2 separate regions of the Rattus norvegicus genome follow, and region 2 is linked to region 1. Evidence: chromatin contacts called from public Hi-C data. All regions are on one chromosome and are shown on one strand. Each heading gives the region's core, a stretch centred on a gene start, on an enhancer-like site or on the middle of the called end of the contact. The rest is flanking DNA. Distances are from core to core; before and after follow the strand shown.

What was found. Hi-C and Micro-C count contacts between places; a contact is called where the count stands out from the background.
Region 2: a Hi-C map of liver shows a contact between it and region 1, with 3 times the contacts expected there. The contact joins the enhancer-like site here to the promoter of Dnajc19 in region 1. A contact is called at or near these places in 3 of 12 Hi-C or Micro-C datasets (kidney and liver).

What each region holds. Positions count from the first base shown.
Region 1 is chr2:118,871,560-118,875,191 of GRCr8, forward strand. Dnajc19 (DnaJ heat shock protein family (Hsp40) member C19) reads right to left here and starts at 1,928. Exons shown (of 6, transcript NM_001134640.1): 1 at 1,792-1,928; 2 at 823-874; 3 at 672-745. The coding sequence starts at 1,794.
Region 2 is chr2:118,904,979-118,908,626 of GRCr8, forward strand. The region is part of intron 1 of LOC103691527 (a long non-coding RNA gene); the gene reads left to right. Among named protein-coding and RNA genes, the nearest start is that of Dnajc19, 33 kb to the left of the region's middle. Within about 2 kb of position 2,368, at least 3 of the 93 cell types and tissues checked have an H3K27ac peak or open chromatin away from gene starts, as enhancers often do. A contact at or near this core is called in liver, where this site is marked.

The sequences.
Region 1 (3,632 bases), core at 678-3,177:
ACATCACTTCTTGGAACTAAACTGGAAGTGTCTTGAGAACATAAGATGGGGGGAAATGAATGAATGGAAAGCATTCTCATCCATGTTCCAGATAAAAACTTGATCTTCATAAAACAGCAGAACCAAGTTATCAAAAGAAGACCCGGAGATCTTTTATCTACAAGATTCAAGGCATCCACTAAAAGAGGACTTTATGATAGGGGAAATTATGCCACCAGAACCTTAATCTTAGTAGAGATCATGTACACCAAGGTTTTCTGCTACTGCCCAAGCTATCAGTGTCATGACCTCTCGAAGTCCTGAGTAGCGTAGCAGCAGCTGTCTGCATTACACGTAGTTCAGATTCGTTATTAATCACTACGGGTATGATTTTTGAATGCAGTTATAGCTAACATCATTGAAATACTATCCTATGTGACAAAACAGACAAGGGACAGCAGGTGGACAGATACTAAAGTCAACAGCATGTCTATTAAAGTTAATTGTTAGCTATCTTTCATAGTACTAAACCTGTCAAGGTTACCCACCCTCAATTGTCTCATGGGAAAACCAATTTCTAGTGTGGACCATTGCAGGGTTTACAACTCCCCACTGAACTTCATGGACCTGCGGAATTCAGATTACAGGGAAGCTCCAGGCTTCAGATACAGTTAGCAAAAAGGTTGTCTTACAGATTTTGGTAGACTCTGAAAAACTTGTTTTACTTGAGGCTCCACATGCTTCATGGCTTGTAAAACATAACGGCCTAAAACCAAAAGCAACAGAATAAGCAACTTAATCCATAACCAGTCTACTTTTCTTTCACCCCCAAACCATACAAACCTGCAAATCCTGCAGCAGCAATGGTCAATCCGACTGCTACCACTGTACTGGCCTGGTAATGGAAGAAAAGAGTAAATCTTCACTACTATTAATTGCTGCCTATTCTGCATCCAGATTCATTACGGCCTTCATTTTGGTGAAAGGCGGGTTCTTTTTTTTTAAAAGCAGGACTAGGAATGGAACCTAGTGTATCATACAAGCTAGAAAGGCGCCTACCAACTCCAGCCTTTGTCAAAGTTACAACACTTTTATTCTGAGGTGGATCTTGCTAAATTGACCAAGCTGCCAACGAATTTACAATTAGCTCTCTAAGCAGCTGGGATTATACAGAGTCCAGCTCCAGGCCTGCTGGAAGAAACATTTTCCTGATTTCTATTTCTATTGTGCCTTTAAAGTTACTATAAATTGATACACATTGTGCACATTGGTGGACTGCATTTAATGCCAGCAGTTGGGAGACATTGGCAGGTGAATTTAAGTACGTTCTGCGACAGCCAGGACTAAAAAGTGAAACCCTGTTTCAAAAAAAAAAATTAAAACCACTGCAATTTTTATCTACAATATTGTCACGGTATGGGATTATCACTAAGAAGGGTAAGTCATCTTTACCCACAACAGTAAGAGGGGGTGATTTTCCAGTCGTCGGGGATAACTTAACCGGCAGGCACTTGAACCTCATTCTAGTTTAAAAAAAGACCGGTGGAAAGATTTTTTGCTGGATCAGGAAACGGTGCTTGCAAAGGCTTCCTGAAAGATTCCCATAAAGCATTTCCACCGTAAGGAGGGGAGGAGTGCGGTGGTGGTGGTAGTGGTGTAACAGCCCGACCTTCCAGGAGGCGCAAACGTTTGCCTGCAAATAGTGATGATGGGTGTCAGCTGGAGCCACCGGAGGCCGGAGCAAAGGTCTGTCTCCGCATCCGCCCAGGCCAGACAGCGCCCTTTCGGAGCCTGTCAGCGCCGACCACTCACCATGACTCCACTTCGCGGCTCGGCACCGCGGGCTCATCCCAGCGCGAGCCCACCGCCACAGTACGCTTGAGTAGAACGATAGGGCCGAGCCAGCACTGCCGCCACTTCCACAGCGCCGCGCAACACGGCAGGGGCGCCGTAAAGTGCGTCGGAACTGTCGCACAAAGTGCTGCAAAAAGGGGCCCAGCAACTGGGGTTGACTGAAAGGTCGGACCGGGGCGGGACTTGCCATGCCCTCTGCCCTGGACTCCTGACTCGGAAGTCTAATACCCCGCCCTAAAACAGGTTTTCCCGATAAAACATATCTTCCTAACTTTGCTTAATATAGGTTATGTGAAAGTAGCGTTGTTTTTCGGATGAGGCATTAATTTTGTCTTCTGTGCCAGTAGATGTCAAGAAGCCACAAGACCGATCTTCGTACTCTACAGACATCTTTCTTCTTCTGGCTTAGAACGTAGATCTATAAACAGATCCGAAACTATGTGGAAAATTATTTTTTCCAGTCTTAATTCTTTTCATCTCTCTTCCTGATGTCTGCTTCGGACCATGTGGATTTGTTCGATAAAAATACAGCTTCTGCTGTGTGTTCATTGTTTGCTTTTTTCCCTTCTGTTTTAGCCTGACTTACTATTTTTCTAAGTATAAGAATGCTTGTACCTGTATTGGTCACAGCATGTGGTTGGTTGGCTCAAGGATGGCAAATGCACTTGACCAGAATGAAAGTGACTAGGAATTGTCTTTCGGCTCTATGTTGTGAGAATATAAAAGCCTTATGTGATCTCAGGGGAAGCTAGAAACTAAGATAGCTTTACGAACTGTTCTCTGCCAATGAATTCCTGACAGTCCATTTCATTTTATCTTGGCAGTATTTGCCTGCTGCCTTCCCAAGGTTCTCCCTTTTGTAGTCAGAAGTCCTTTATGTGAATGTATCATATTTTGCTTATCTTCCTGTTTCTCATGGCTTGTTTCTGTGGTGTAGCTGTTGAGAATGCCATTTCTGTGGGCATGGGTGCACAGAAACTAGGCTGAGACATTTCCATTCTGTTGGCTAGGTGGGCAGAAATAAAATCCATGCATCCTGTGAGAATCATACCTTTACTTGCTGTCATGACTTGAATATGAACTGTCTCTCAGAGACTCAAGAGAGAGAGAGAGAGAGAGAGAGAGAGAGAGAGAGAGAGAGTGTGTGTGTGTGTGTGTGTGTGTGTGTGTGTTTGTGTGTGTGTTAAAAACTCATGGCAGGGATGTGTTAGAGGTAGAGCTTTGGGAAGGTAACTGGATCACAAGGGCTCTAAGAAGATCAATGGATTAATCAGTTATGGGTCTTGGCTTGGTGGACGGTTTGGAGGTGATGGGGACTTAGCTGAATCATAGTTATGCAGAGCAGGTCCTTGTCTCTAGTTCCTCCCTTTCTTTGCTTCTTGGCCATCATTCATCTCTGCTGTAAGTCCCTGTGTTCCCCCATCCCAAAGTTCTGCTTCACCACACATCCAAAAACAATGGAATCAGATGACCATGGATTGTCATCTCTGAGACTGAGCCAAACAGGTCCCACCCACCCCCACCCCCCGCAATATGAGTTAATTCTGTCAGTCATTTTGCCACAGCAAATGAAAGGTGACCAATATAGTTCCTGCAAAGGAAGGTAGTTGGTGGATGAGGGCCTCAATCCACATCCTTGCCCACATTTGATATTTTCTGTTTTTTTTTTAATTTAATTGTAGTCATCCTAATGAGTTTGAGATGGTAACTCATTGTACTTTTGACTTGTATTTCTTCTGATCAGTAATATGGAGTGCCTTTTTATATGCTGAAATATATCTCTGCCTTTTTGGAAAATG
Region 2 (3,648 bases), core at 1,118-3,617, 34 kb after region 1:
AGCTTACAGACAGGTGCATGTGGCAGTTGGTTTTCAGGGCCGGGCTGTGGGAAGAAGCCCTCAGTGTGCTTTAGATCAGGCAACCTGAACTTGCCCGTGGAAGATTCTCTGTGACTGACAGCAAACACACAGCACAGAATGACCAGCGCTCACTATTCATCCACATCTCTAGGTTTCACAATGAGCATTTACTTTAATACTCTTAACAAAAAAACCTGCTAATTATCTGAGAGAGAGAGAGAGAGAGAGAGAGAGAGAGAGAGAGAGAGAGAGAGATCTCAGTGAAGGGCTAGGCTAGCCTTGCAAGCATGAACTGAGTTTATCCCCAGAAGCCGTATTTGTGAAAAAGTTGGGCCTGTGATAATATGTCCTTGTAATCCCATCACCAGGGAGGCAGAAACAGAATCCCACAGACTTGCTGACTGGCCAGCCAGCCTAGCCAAATCCGTGAGCTCAAAGCCATTGAGAGACTCTGTCTCAAAAAAGGTGGACCTTACCTGAGGGATGGCAGCCAGCTTTGACCTCTGACCTCCATGCATACCCACATATGCACGCAAACAACAACAACAAAAACAACAACAACAATCACATGACTTACGATTGCTTAAGTATGGCAAGGTGTCATCCATTTCCTATCTACTGAAAGCCTCCACGGGAGTATGGCATTATTTTCTACAGTCCCAAGGACCTGACCATTCAGCATCTCAGCACCTTTCACTTAGAGAGCATCTGGTGACAGAACCCACAAGGTTCAGAATGTTCAAGCCATGATCACGTAAAACACTTATTCTGACACCCAGGTCTAGGCTGGATAGGACCTGTCAAGGTAGGCAATTCAACATGGTGATGGGACCTCTTCAGAGCCAACTGCACTGGATGTAGAGTCATCCAGGCAATATGCCTGGGTCTGTGTGGGGAAGCCCCGGGAGAGGTTTCACTGAGGCCAAGATCTACTTTGAATATAGACTGCACCATTCCGTGACCTTAGGTCCTGGCTTGCATAAAAAGGAGAAATAAGCCAGCAGCAACATTCATCTGCCTTTCTGCTTCCAGAGCTGAGATACAAATGGTTACCATGCCTTCCTATTGCAACATTCTTAAGCCATGGCCTTCTTTAAGCTGTATTTTGTCAAATATTTGTCACAGCGATGAGATGTCACCGATAGGATGACCAGTATGGCTGCCTTTTGTGACTGCCTTAGTTAGGGTCATGTCTCTGTGTGCCCCAGCTTCTGTGAATTCTATTGGGAGCAACACAGTATCCCGTGCTGCTAAGGGGCCTGTGTTGCCTGACTTGAGTCTCTGCAGGGCTCCCTGTGGCTTCTCTGCATGGTCTTTTCTCTGATGTCAACATGGCTGCAGAATTCCCTTATGTGAAACCAGAATGTTAGCTTTGTCATCGAGGACTTGTGCACATCCTCCTGCCTGCCTTGTGGTTCTATCCTGTCCCCTGAATCCTTGGCCTCCCATGACACTCCTGCCCCAAACATTCACCTACCCCAAGCTAGCCTGCTAAAGCATTCTCCAGCAAAGGCAATTCTCTCACCAGAACGGATTCTTATACTAGCTACTAAGGGAATAAAGTGTTCTTCTAACAACCCCCTAATAATAAAGCAACAGAGGTTGAGAGTGATTTATTTTCTTTTAAAAAAATAAATTAGAACAGGCTCAAGGTTATCTTGGTAATAATAGCCCTGTCTCTCTCCCTTGCATTCCAATATGCTGTTGAATGGGAGTGGAAGCAGAGACCTTACAGCTTGCTCAAAAGGAACCGGGCACGGGTGCTATCTGCGCGTTGCAGAGGACAAAAGAGCTCCCGCTACCCTGCCTGATTCCTGACAGTAGTTATCTGGCATCTGTGTCTACATTCCCATAGTCAGATTTTCAACCGCCCAGCAAGCACACGGTGCTTTGGGCAATACTGACAATTCACAAAAGTATTCTTTGTACAGAACTGACATCAGCTTTCTCCAGACTGTGTCTTTGTGTTCTAACTCTATTTACATGAGTTCAGACCTGGCTAATTTCATTTGAGTTATAGCCTTGTAAACTATCCATCTTAAACAGAGATCTGATAAAACACTTTCTCGATTGAAATTTTCACTGGCTCCCTGCTGCCCAGAGGAGAGACTCTTCCAGTGTCCTCCATCAGTTTGTTCAAACGCTGCTTTAAGCTTTCCCTTTTCCTGTCCTAGAAACGTGTATTCCACTCTATTTTTCTTCATCCTTCTATTTGTGATTTCCCTCATCCAGATATCAGCCAAGCCTAGCCCTGCTTAGCTTCCCAAATCAGAGCAGGCCAGGCCCCATCAAGGGGTGCCCATGGCTTTCTAGCCAGTCCAACTCCACGAGTACACATGTTTTATTTATTTACTTCTAATGATCTTTAGCCTTTAATCTTTATTTAACATCTATTGCCTCTGGGACTTATAGGACCTTTGAGATCTCTTATCTTCCTGTTTCCACTAGTCCTGTTGCCATATGGACCTTGAACATTTGAACTATGGGCAGCCAGGTTGAAGCATTCTGTCACCATGAATTAGAAACTGGTTTAAAGGCTTAGTGCAGATTATAAATATCTCATTAGTGGTTTTTAATATTGATTATGTGGTAAAGGGACTAATTTGATTATATTACTTTATCTAGATCATATTGTCAGATTAAGTTTACGTTAAAACCCCCTCAATAGGACTATTATAGAATTAAAATTAAATATGGGCTCACACTATTGGAATGTTATTGGACAGACCTTCTTTAATCCATGACAGGGGCTCAGCTCTAATCACCCTGAATCATCACCACGAGTACTTCCGTTCCTGCTGCTCCCACTGACATGCGCTGGGGCCAGGCACTCAACTTTCCATATTCATTTATAACTTAGCATCTCTGAGTCCATGCCTTTAATCACAGAACTTAGGCAGAAGCAAGCAGTTCTCTGTAAGTTCCAGACTAGTCGGGCATACATAGTGTATTCCATGCCAGAAAGGACTACACAGTGAGACCCTGTCTTGTTCTCCACACACAAATTGAGTGGCTGTACAATACATGCTGCCTTGGTGTTTCTTGTCTATTGCTGTGATAAAATACCATCACTTAAAAGCAACTTGTGGAGGAAAAGGTTTATATTCATCTGACACATCAGGGCAGGAACTCAGGGCAGAAACCTGGAGGCAGGAGCTGATTCAGAGGCCACAGAGGGGTGCTGATTGCTGGATTCCTCTCCATGGCTTGCTCGGCCTGCTTCCTTATAGCACCAGGACCACCTGCCTGATGCTACTCACAATGCACTGGGTACTTCCACATCAATTATCAACCAAGAAAGTGTACCACAGGGATACCCATAGGACAATTCGGTGGGATGATTTTCCCAATTGGTTTTCCCTTTTCCAAAAACTATTCTAGATGGTATTAAATTGACATAAATCTAGCCAGTGTACATGTTAATGAGGTAAAACAGAAAGTGGTTTATCAGGAGAGGTCAGAAATTCAAATGCCTGAAGAATCATGGCGGGAAACACACGGAGTTAACTGGTTTTAACAGACATTGAAGTGCTGAGGACAAGCAAGGGCAGTGGTTCTCAACCCTCTTAATGCTGCGACCCTTTAATACAGTTTCTCATGTGGTGGTTACCCCCAACCATAAAATTA